Linked DNA regions of Neogale vison: all the other regions are linked to region 3. A link is a contact called in public Hi-C data. All regions are on one chromosome and are shown on one strand. Each heading gives the region's core, a stretch centred on a gene start, on an enhancer-like site or on the middle of the called end of the contact. The rest is flanking DNA. Distances are from core to core; before and after follow the strand shown. Region 1 holds the start of RPL9 (60S ribosomal protein L9). Region 2 holds the start of UBE2K (ubiquitin-conjugating enzyme E2 K). Region 3 holds the start of PDS5A (sister chromatid cohesion protein PDS5 homolog A).

What was found. Hi-C and Micro-C count contacts between places; a contact is called where the count stands out from the background.
Region 1: a contact with region 3 is called in a Hi-C map of fibroblasts, with 9 times the contacts expected there. The contact joins the promoter of RPL9 here to the promoter of PDS5A in region 3. A contact is called at or near these places in 2 of 3 Hi-C or Micro-C datasets (fibroblasts and muscle).
Region 2: a contact with region 3 is called in a Hi-C map of muscle, with 16 times the contacts expected there. The contact joins the promoter of UBE2K here to the promoter of PDS5A in region 3. A contact is called at or near these places in 2 of 3 Hi-C or Micro-C datasets (fibroblasts and muscle).

What each region holds. Positions count from the first base shown.
Region 1 is chr11:35,680,363-35,683,890 of ASM_NN_V1, forward strand. RPL9 (60S ribosomal protein L9) reads left to right here and starts at 2,022. Exons shown (of 8, transcript XM_044224490.1): 1 at 2,022-2,083; 2 at 2,530-2,576; 3 at 2,663-2,778; 4 at 3,329-3,424. The coding sequence starts at 2,531. LIAS (lipoyl synthase, mitochondrial) reads right to left here and starts at 1,938. Exons shown (of 11, transcript XM_044224488.1): 1 at 1,792-1,938; 2 at 516-688. The coding sequence starts at 1,836.
Region 2 is chr11:35,475,664-35,479,157 of ASM_NN_V1, forward strand. UBE2K (ubiquitin-conjugating enzyme E2 K) reads right to left here and starts at 1,261. Exons shown (of 7, transcript XM_044224452.1): 1 at 954-1,261. The coding sequence starts at 1,223.
Region 3 is chr11:35,219,181-35,222,448 of ASM_NN_V1, forward strand. PDS5A (sister chromatid cohesion protein PDS5 homolog A) reads left to right here and starts at 1,539. Exons shown (of 33, transcript XM_044224443.1): 1 at 1,539-1,816; 2 at 2,683-2,860. The coding sequence starts at 2,723.

The sequences.
Region 1 (3,528 bases), core at 772-3,271, 460 kb after region 3:
TGATGGTTATTACTGAAAAAAATATAAAATTTGGAGAGAAGAATGTTTCCTCAGGTTCCCCTTGACTTATATTCACTTGTGGAGTAGAATTTGTTGGGTAAGGTCTCTCCCAAAACAATCGGCCCTCTGTGAAATCCCCTCACCATTCTTTTGAATTAAGGCAAGGTATCCATAGGACATATGTACATAGAAGCAACAAGTTAGATCATCAATACGCAGTAACAATGGAAATTTCATCAAGATCAAATTGACTAGTAGCAAGGTGATAATGTTTGCTCTACGCAGAAATTTTATGCTGAATGCACAATGGGATGGCTAGGTCCTAGGAAGACTGAAGAACAACTCAAAAGGCACAGAGGATTCCAACAATTTCAGCTATTTACCTGTTCTATGTCTGTATCACTTCTAATGATTTTTAGCTCAATTTGCCAAGTCTGATTTAATTTATAATCTAGGGCTTGGTTATACATGAATATAATGCACAATGAAGGAATTTATCTCAAAATTTCAATTACCTTTCTCCCTTCTGGCGTTTTAAGTTTCCTTTATATTCATCCCACTTGCTCTTGTCCACAAGATCACCAGATAAAAAATCTTGAAGGCCTGGTCCATTTTGTAAGAATTCCTTTTTTTTATCTGGCAAGGAACTTACTGCTCTGACTGGACTGCATAAATATCTTCCAAATATCTAAAGAGAGTTCATTAGGACATGTTTTTAGTGAGATTTGAAGTAACTTAGTTGGAACCTCCTTTAATACCTAAAAGAGAGGGTAAAACCAGAGAAATGATACAGAAATTATGTCGAACAATTTAAAAGCTTTGTGTAGGAGCTCAGAATCTAGGATTTAAGTATCAAGAACAAAGGAAACCTAAAAGAGAATGGGAGCTAACAGTTTACTGCTAGAGATACAACAGATTTGGAAACCTTTGGACCTGGCTAACATGTCACACTTTCATGTGACCCACTTAACTACTAAAAGTCTGTCTTTCATACAGTTTAAACTGCAATAACTGGGGATGCCACAGCTCTGAATTTTCCACTCTTGAGTCGAGTCAAGGACGTATGAAAGGAAATTTGCATTAAGTCTCTCCTATCTGGGCTTTGGATAGGCATAGTGTTAAAACGTAGAGGTAACGCTCAGTTGGTTTTAAAGAACTGGAAGGAGGGAAACCAAACCTAATGTTTTAATTTTTTAGATTACATTCTATTTTTGAACATGGTAGTCCATTTGTTGACCATAAGAAAACACTGGCTTCTAGATCTGAACACGAACGTGTACAAGATAGCCAAAACACTAAAATTCACGAGTCAGTACATGCAACGCAAGAGAACCTTCAACAATTAAAAAAGAATGCCTGTTGGGGTGTTGCGGTATTGCTACTGCATTGGATCACTCTACCTCTAAAGGCAGAACACAGGCTTTTGTTCTCACTGCCCAGAACGATGTCTAGTAGAAAGACAGACCCGAACACAAAGTAGGAATCTGGCGTGCTCAACGCCGTGCTCCTATAATGCTCCAACTAATAATACAGGGTTCAGATCACTCTGATACGCGGGGCGGGTTGGCGGGGGGGAAACCGCTCATCGCCTGCCAGAGAGACCTACAAACCAATACCAGAGACTCTACACGATCGTGTGTCGGGAAAATTAAATGAGATACTACATGAAAAATTTTAGAACAGCGTCTAGCTCAAGTAAACGTTAGTAAGTGCTGGCCTTATTATTGGGCGCTCTAAAGAGATGGGAGCCCCTCCACCCCGGGCCCGCACCCTGCTCGCCCCGCCGCTCACCCGGGGCCCCACGGTGCAGGCGGCGCCCCCGCAGCGTAGAGACATCCCTCTCTTTTTTTTCCTAGGAGGGTCGAGGGATCACTAATTCCTGGGAAAGACAGATCAACACACCGTCGCTCGGTTTATGACGAGGAACCTGAGCCACCGCAGACCCAGCGGTACTTGAGCTGCTCCGCGATTGGCTGCTTTAGCCTGGTAGGGTCGCGCGCTCATGACGTCATACGCAGGGCCCAGACGGGTTACAAGAACGTGATGACGAACGACGCTCTCTCTTTGCCGCATCTACTGCGAGGTGAGGTTGTTTCGGAAATTTGTGTTTTGGGAATCTGAAGCCATCGGCTCGGGGAAAGCCCGGGGTCCGGGTCTGGCGCTCGCATCCTCTGTGTTGGTCGTTTCCCGGCGCGGCGAGCGCCATATGGATCTGGCGGCCTTGGGATTCGAGAACTGTATTGGGCTTGTGGGCCTGCCCCCACCCCTCAGCCTTGCCGGGCTGGCGCCGCCGTAATGACTGCTAGGGGTGCGCCGAGCGGGAGTTCGCCCGCTGTGCTCATAGCCCCTGCCTAGCAGCCTCCGTTTCCTGGGCAGGACTCGGCGGGGGCCGTTCTCCGGGTGGGTCGTCCTGTGTCCGCCCCGGGGGTTCTGCTTGCGGGTCTCCGGGGGCAGCGGAGCTCCGTGCGGGGTGGTGTGGCCGCAGACAGGCCCCGCGCCGGCCTCGTAACCCCAGGGTCTGTGTTTCAGGATGAAGACCATTCTCAGCAATCAGACGGTCGACATCCCGGAGAATGGTATGAGACCTGATGTTTGTGCTCCTCTTGGTCTTTACTGCCTGCTTTGTACCTGGTTCCGAGGCCTCACCGATGCTCTCTTTCAGTCGACATCACCCTGAAGGGACGCACGGTGATCGTGAAGGGCCCCAGAGGAACCCTGCGAAGGGACTTCAACCACATCAACGTAGAACTCAGTCTTCTTGGAAAGAAAAAGAAGAGGGTGAGATGCGGCTCGTGTCGTGTTCTGTTTCCTCTTCCGACCCATCCGTGGCTGGGGTGCAAGGGAGTGATGTAGTAACCCCGGATTTGGTGGCTGTAGGAATGACAGAATCGAGATTCCTCGTTTTAGCTTGAAATAGGGTGTGGGATGGTGTGGCTAGTGTCCGCGGGACTGCTTCAGTGAGGTCGGGAGAGCGAATTCTGATGATAAAGCTCAGTGTTAGTACCGTAGTCGTCGTCAGCATCAGGATCTTAATACTGTCACCAGTGGGTGACAGTATTAGGAATCTTAGGGACCAGGCAGGTCTTGGAAGCCTGATGTGTTAGTTTTCTAGGAGTGAAGTAGGATGCAACTTGAAAAATGAGTATTTCTGGGTTGGCATTCCCTTGTGAAATGTGTTTTGTGACGTCTAGTATCAAAAAAGATCGTAATAGAGGACTTCAGACGTGATTGCTTTAATGAAGGCTAATGCTGGAATCCAGAGCAATTCCCTGAGTAAGTGGATCTGTATTACAGGAAGGAATCATACGAAGTTTTTGTTCTGTTACAGCTCCGAGTTGACAAATGGTGGGGGAACAGGAAAGAGCTGGCTACGGTTCGCACCATCTGTAGTCACGTGCAGAACATGATCAAGGGCGTTACACTGGTAAGCAGAGGGGTCAGACGGCCTCCTTTCGGGAGGGGAGGCTTCTCTGCTGTCCAGCGTGCATGCAGCCCGAGTGTCTGCTGCAGAACGTAGACTATGCCTGT
Region 2 (3,494 bases), core at 11-2,510, 260 kb after region 3:
TAATAGGGCTGTTTTTCAAAAGTAAGAATCAAGTTAACTATGAGAGACATCATAATGAAGTTTCATGGCACAATACAACAGTCACAGAGGCACTGCCTTAGGAGAGACTCTCTGATCTATAACTTGTAAACAATATTTTGAAATAAGCTACTCATACTCTCCATTATTTTTTCCTAACGAATAATATTTAAGTGCCTTTAATACACCAAACAACTTGCCTTCACCCAATCAAAAAGCTTCTGATGTCAACAGAAAAGAGGCCTAGAAATTGGGGAGCTGGGGACGGGGGAAATGAGGTAATTATCTAATCTGGAATCAATTTCCTACCTCAGATGAAAATTCCCTTATCTCCCACTCAAATAAAAGAGTATCCTATTATGTCTCCTCTTCTCTCCCAACACCGAACTAAGGAGGGAGTAACTCTGAACGTCCTTCTTTCATCAAAACCTAAGGCCTTTCACCGATCCTTCCCAAAGGAAAGGACGGTGGAGGCCAAACAGGCCATAATGTAGAATACCCTTAAAAGTGTGGGCCTTTGAGCAGCGCAGCTCTCCGGATCCAGTTACCACCTTTCCCCTTCCCCCAACCCACTTCCCGGGTTTTCTCAGGCTCGGCCTGCTCCCTCCACACCCTACAGCCAGACTTCCAGCTGTTGCCACTGCCTCGGGGCTCTCTCCAGAGCTCACACCCTCCCCCAAGAAATGCCCCCCTCTCCATCTGCCCCCCAAAACCGTGTTCCTCTCCAGACCACCCGCCCGCGAGGCGGTCCATCCCAGGGCCCAGGGAGGGGAGGAGAAGGCGACGGAAGCAGGGGGAGACTGCTGCTCTCCCACAGGCAGAAGGGCGACCGCAAGGAGGGCCACCCAGGGGCTACCGGGGATACTGGGGTCGCCGCTGGAAGAACCCTCCCGCCCTGGGCTGGGGTGGGGGATGTCCGGGAGTTCATTTCTGACCTCCTCGCTCTTCAGCACCTCCTTGAACTCCCGCTTGATTCGCTGCACCGCGATGTTGGCCATGTCTCCGCCCGCAGCTGATTCGTACCCGCCTCCTCCGCCACCGCTACGACCACCGCCACCGCCGCCACCTCTTCCACCACCGCCTCCTCCCTCGGCGACTCACACCCGAGCACACGAATGCTGCCACTGCCACCCCGGCCGCCGCGCTCTCCTCAGTGTGGAATCACCTCCGCGCCCGGCCACCAAAATGGCGCCGGGTCCGCGCATGCGCAAGACGGTGACCCGGCCGGGCGGCGCAGCCGCTCCCGTTGTAGCCCCATACGCCTCAAACGCGAGCCCGCGCCGCGCCGCGCCGCGCGTCTCAGCCCGAGCTGCGGCCGCGCGGCTCCGCCCTGCCGGCGTCTAGGGCCAGGAGGGTGCGGCTTCCGCGCTGGCCAACCCTGCCGGGGCCTCCCGGGTCCTCTCTTGTGCCTCCGCCTCTCTTCAAATCACTGTGGTGTGGTTGGGGCTTCCACCCATGGCCTCTGACTGAAGGCTGAACCCAACATAACGGACCCCCCCCCCTCGGCTACCAGCGCCTGTGAGCGCCGTCCTGACTCAGCCAGACCGAGAACCCACAGGCATAATGTGCCTGACTGTGTCTAGTGTATAAAAACATCATTCCAGAACTCGATCCGGCCCATTTTCTGTTGGTGTAGCCCAGAAGAATCCACTGCGGTCCGTTTTTGTTCTGAAGGCATTAGAGTGCCACTGCTAATACTATCATTCCAGGTACTACACGTCACTGAATAAAGAGTGGTCATTGTTGGGTCCCATCCCGTGTATCTGAAACAGGTACTCCATGTAGATGCCTGAGGTGGATTTAGAAGCCAGATGTTGATCTTTGAGCTCCTTAGATCATTAATACCGAGTTTTAACAGTGTTTAAACTCCAGTGTACATCAGAATCCCTGAAAAGCTTGTTTAAAAAAAAACAAAAAAACAAAACACGTTGCTAGACCCCCATCCCTAGAGTGTGGGGTGGGTCTAATAATTTTCTTCTCTAACAAGTTCTCAGATGCTGCTGCTCTTGCTGCTACACTATGAGAACCACTAAACTAAAACATGTGAAAATAGTTTGTATATTTAAGTGAAAAATGGAGAAATAGAGGCTTCTTGCGGAGGAATGGTAGCTTTACTTCTGTAGGCCTAGGGCCTACAACAGTGTCTGGCACTGGTAGGCCCTCAATAAATAATAAATGAACAAATGAAGATAAGAGTAAAATGTTTTAGGTGGAAAGTAAGTTTGAAAGGCAATTTGAAAGTCGTTGCTAGGGTTTCAGTAAATAATATGGTTTTGGTGCTGAGCCGTACTTTAAATAGAACATTCTGGAAGAAGTAATAAAGGTTATTTAGAAGTTTTTATTTCATGAGCTTCTTTCACCTAATCAATTAGTAAAGTATCCACCTAGAAAAATACCACAAATACACAGTCTTAGCAGAATTATTGAAATTATGGCACCAAAAAGGAAATACTCCCTGGAGTGAATCATTCAAGTGGAAGCATGTGGAAAAAAGTTCTTGAACTTCTGCCACAGGAACCAAGAGGAGATATTTGATTCCAGCTCTCCTCCATGCTAGCTATCTTGGCCAAGCGTTGTTTCCTCACCTACAAAATAAGGAAGCTGGATTAGATGATCTCTTTCAAGTTTTAAGAGGTCAGAATTCTAAAACATCATTTGGAAACATCTCCCTAAGTGGACTAACATAAATTATAAACCCTTCCAGCAGAGCCCCCTAGTGGTCCTAAGAGGAACCAACTGTACGTGTGGGTGATGGTACAATGAATCATTGCTATAATGTAATTCATGCAATGCTATGTGTATCTGTGTCAGTACATTGAACATAATCATTTTGAAGTGTGCAAAAACTGTTTGAGTACTTTACATTTGTCACCTTCATTCCGTCCCCAATCTTAATTTTGGAACTTCAAAGAAACTTGCAACACTCAAATCACAGGGGGACTACTTAGAAGGCTATGGTAATTTTGGGGGGAGAGGGACTTGGTCTTTTTTTTTTTTTTTTCCCCCTTGAGAGAGAAAGAGAAAGCGGGGGAGGGGAAAAGAGAGAGAATCTTTTTTTTTTTTTTTAATTTTTATGTTTTTATTTGACAGACAGAGATCACAAGTAGGCAGAGATGCAGGCAGAGAGAGAGGGAAGAAGGCTTCCCGCTGAGCAGAGAGCCCGATGCGGGGCTGGATCCCAGGACCCTGAGATCACCACCTGAGCGGAAGACAGAGACCCAACCCACGGAGCCATCCAGCCACCCCGGAGAGAGAGAATCTTAAGCAAGCTCCACACTTAGAGTGGAGCCTGACACAGGGTTCCATCTCAAGACCCTGAGAATACGACCTGAACCCAAAATCGAGAGTTGGACATTTAACTGACTGAGCCACCAAGGCACCACTGATCATTTTTAAACACACACAATCATTGGTCCTAAAATTCTACTTCTAGGAAGTCATTCTGCAGTCCTTCCAAAGAATGAGGCAACTACATT
Region 3 (3,268 bases), core at 289-2,788:
CTTACTAATCTTGTGAGTGTTTATAATGTCAAACATATTAAAAAATCATAAATTGTGTAAAATTAAAACTTATAAGCATATATAAAATTCCATTTAATAACGGGTAAATTACTCGGATAAAAAAATAAAATGAAAAGTATCACTCTTCTGTTATTTGTGACAGATTTTAAAAAAAAAAAAAACACTTTGAGAGAGAGCACTTAAAGGAGAGTAGGTTTTGGTAAGTTCAGTTGTTTGAATGAAGATGAACTTAAATGGATTGTCTGCTACTCTAAATGCCCAAGAACAAAGCACTGACTTTTGAGTAGTTCTAGCAAATGAGCAACTATGGCCAGTTCCATTCCAAGATGAGAGCTCCCTTGTGTAATATCTGAAAAACAATTCAGTGAGTACATTACCTTTAATATTTTTCAGACCAAGTAAAGGATGTGGAAAAGACCAGTGGATATTCATCAAAAATAATAATCGAATACAACCGAATATAATCTTAAACTATGGTAGTGATCAGTTTCAAAAGCTGAATGCTATTTCGTATTATTCCATTCTTTTTTCAACTTCATCTTCTGATACATGAGCACCTGAGGTTCATTTGCCTTTTTTTTTTTTTTTTTTAACATTAAAATGTTCAAACCCACTGCATTTTATCCTTTGGAAAAAAGAAAAAGTTATTCTGGGTATATTTAAAACATTTTTAAGAAATATTTCTATTTCTATATTCACAAGAACCATCTAGCTAATTTGCAAATACGCTTACTTCTGGGTGTCACTCAGAGATCCTTGTTCTCTAGGTTTGGGAGTGGAGCCCAGGAACCTACGTTTCAGACCATTCTTTGAGAACTATTCGACTCAAAGCTACTTTCGTATTTTCTATCTTTCAAACTATTAATTTTAGAAATGCAAAGAGGGGAAGGCAAAAACTCCTGTGGCTTTCAGAAGGAACAAGAATGAGTAGCTCACGTCGTGCCATGTTGTAAAACTTTTCCTCAGTTTGCAGCTCTTCTGTTCCTGGGGAGGAAATTAGTTCATTTTCACCGAGTAATTAACCGTCTTTCAAGCAGTTCCGTCCATGCCTCTCAGGATGACCCCCAAAAGTCATGAACTCATCTTCGCGGCGTAACGTAAAGCTCATCTCGTCTTGCCTGCCCTCACAGGGGCCTCTGGGACCGGGTTCTCTTCCCGCCACAGGGGCCCCTCCTCGGCCTGCCCTTTGGGTCCAATCTTCCCAGAGGCGCTCCGCGCGACAAGTCTTGGCGCCAACCGGGTGGCGGCGCTGTCCGCCCCGCGCGCGGCCGCCTCAGGCCCGAGGGAGGCGGAGGCACGGCCGGCGGAGGAAGGGGAGGGAGCGAGGCGCGCGCCCTGCTCTCGCGTGCTCTCGCACCGCTCGCGTGACCGACTGGTGTGTGCGCGAAGGGCCGGCTCCCGGGGGCACGGACGGCCGGGCGCGCGCCGCTGCGAGGGGCGTCCGGGTCCCGGTCGGCGGACCCGGCCGGCGCGAGGTGCGGGCGGGCGGGCCGCGGGGGTCTCGGGCGGACACGGGCGCACACGCTCCCGGAGGAGCCTTCTCGGAGGCTGCTCTTCCTCGGCCAGACGGAGAGCGGCAGTGTCTCCCCGCCCAGCACACACTCGCCCCGCGTCTCCCCCCGCGGCGGCTGCTCCTCCTCGGCACCGCCAGCCCCAGCGCCGCTCCGGGGCGGGCGGCGGCGGCGGCGGGACCCGCGGAGCCGCTTTGTGTGCAGCCCGACGAGGGGCGGCGGCGCAACCACCTGACAGAGGCCCGGGAGCTCGATGCACCTTCCGCCCGCATGAGGAGGAGGAGGTAAAGGCGGCGGCGGCTCGGCTCCCGCCCTCGGTTGGTGGAGGGAGGGGACGGAAGGGGAGACCAGAGCGGGCGGGTGGGGGGGGGGGACGCGGGACCGAGGCCCGGCGGGGCTGCCCGGAGGTGCCAGTAAGGCCTCGGCAGCGCCGGACGGCGCCGAGCACTCGGGGTCGAGAGAAGCCGCCGGGGCCCCTCCGCCGAAGTTGAAGGAACAAAATGTGAAGTGCGGAGCCGCGTCAGCCGCTTCCTGGCGTGGGGTTTGGGGTGGAGGGCGGCTTGTTTTCCCCTCCCGCGGGACAGGGGAGGGGCGGGAGCGTGGCGGGGACGCCGGGGGTCCCGAAGCTCGGCCCGGCAAAGGCGTTCGTTTCCCGGAGCCACCGTAGCGTGTGGGTCGGGTTGGGTCCCTAGTTTTGCGGCCTAAGCCGAGCCCTATAGGCCTCGCGTCTCCTTTCCCGGAGGGGACTGGCCGGGCGGGGACTCGGAGCTTCTCTCCGGCCGAGCGGGGGCCGTGAGGGCCTCGCCGGGCTCGGGATGCTGCCAAACTTCGGACCTCGGTGCTTGGGGGAGGCTTTCATTGTGAACGGCGGAATGGGAAACTCCTGGCGCTTGCTCGGCGCTTCCCGCGGCCGCTGGGGCCGGAGAGCCCCGTGGGCCCGGGGCTGGCGGGGCTGGCCGGGCCCGCGGGAGTGGGGGTGGCGGGGCGGCCACCAGGGTCCAGGCCCGGGGAGGGGCGAGTGGCGGGGCCGCCGCCGAGTCCCCCGGCCTTCCCGGAGAAAGGGCCCTTTGCAGATTAGAGATTTTTGAAATGAAAAAAGAGGTTACAAAGTCTCCCTTTTCTCGCTGAACTTTTGTTTTCTGACCGATAGAGGCCGGTAGAGGACTGTGAAAGAAAAGTTGTCCCCCAGGATGGACTTCACCGCGCAGCCCAAGCCTGCCACTGCCCTCTGTGGCGTCGTGAGTGCAGACGGGAAGATCGCTTACCCTCCGGGGGTAAAGGAGATCACCGACAAGATCACCACGGATGAAATGATCAAGCGACTGAAGGTAAGCGACTGGACACAGTGTTCACACTTCAGACGTTTGTGGCAGGGGGTGCTCTGTCCTGTGGTATTACTGCACTGCTAGGCCTGGCCTTTACAGTTTCACCTACCCAGGCTTTTTTAGGTATTTTATCATCTCGTTTTTTTACTCTCTCTGAAAGGTATTGTTCTTTCTTGGCTGTATCTTTGAATAGTTCTGTAGGAATATAATCGTTATGGGACATTAAAGGGAATGTGCTTGTTTTTTCAAACATGAGAATTTAAGTGCTTTTTAAATAACTTTTTTCTAGAAATATTTATGAAAATCCTGTTCAGAGTAGCTTACAACCTTAAATGGAGGCAATAGCTTGCCTAGGAGGGTTCCAATTTCCGTTCATTTCTGAGGAGATCGATTTATCACCAAACCATTTTA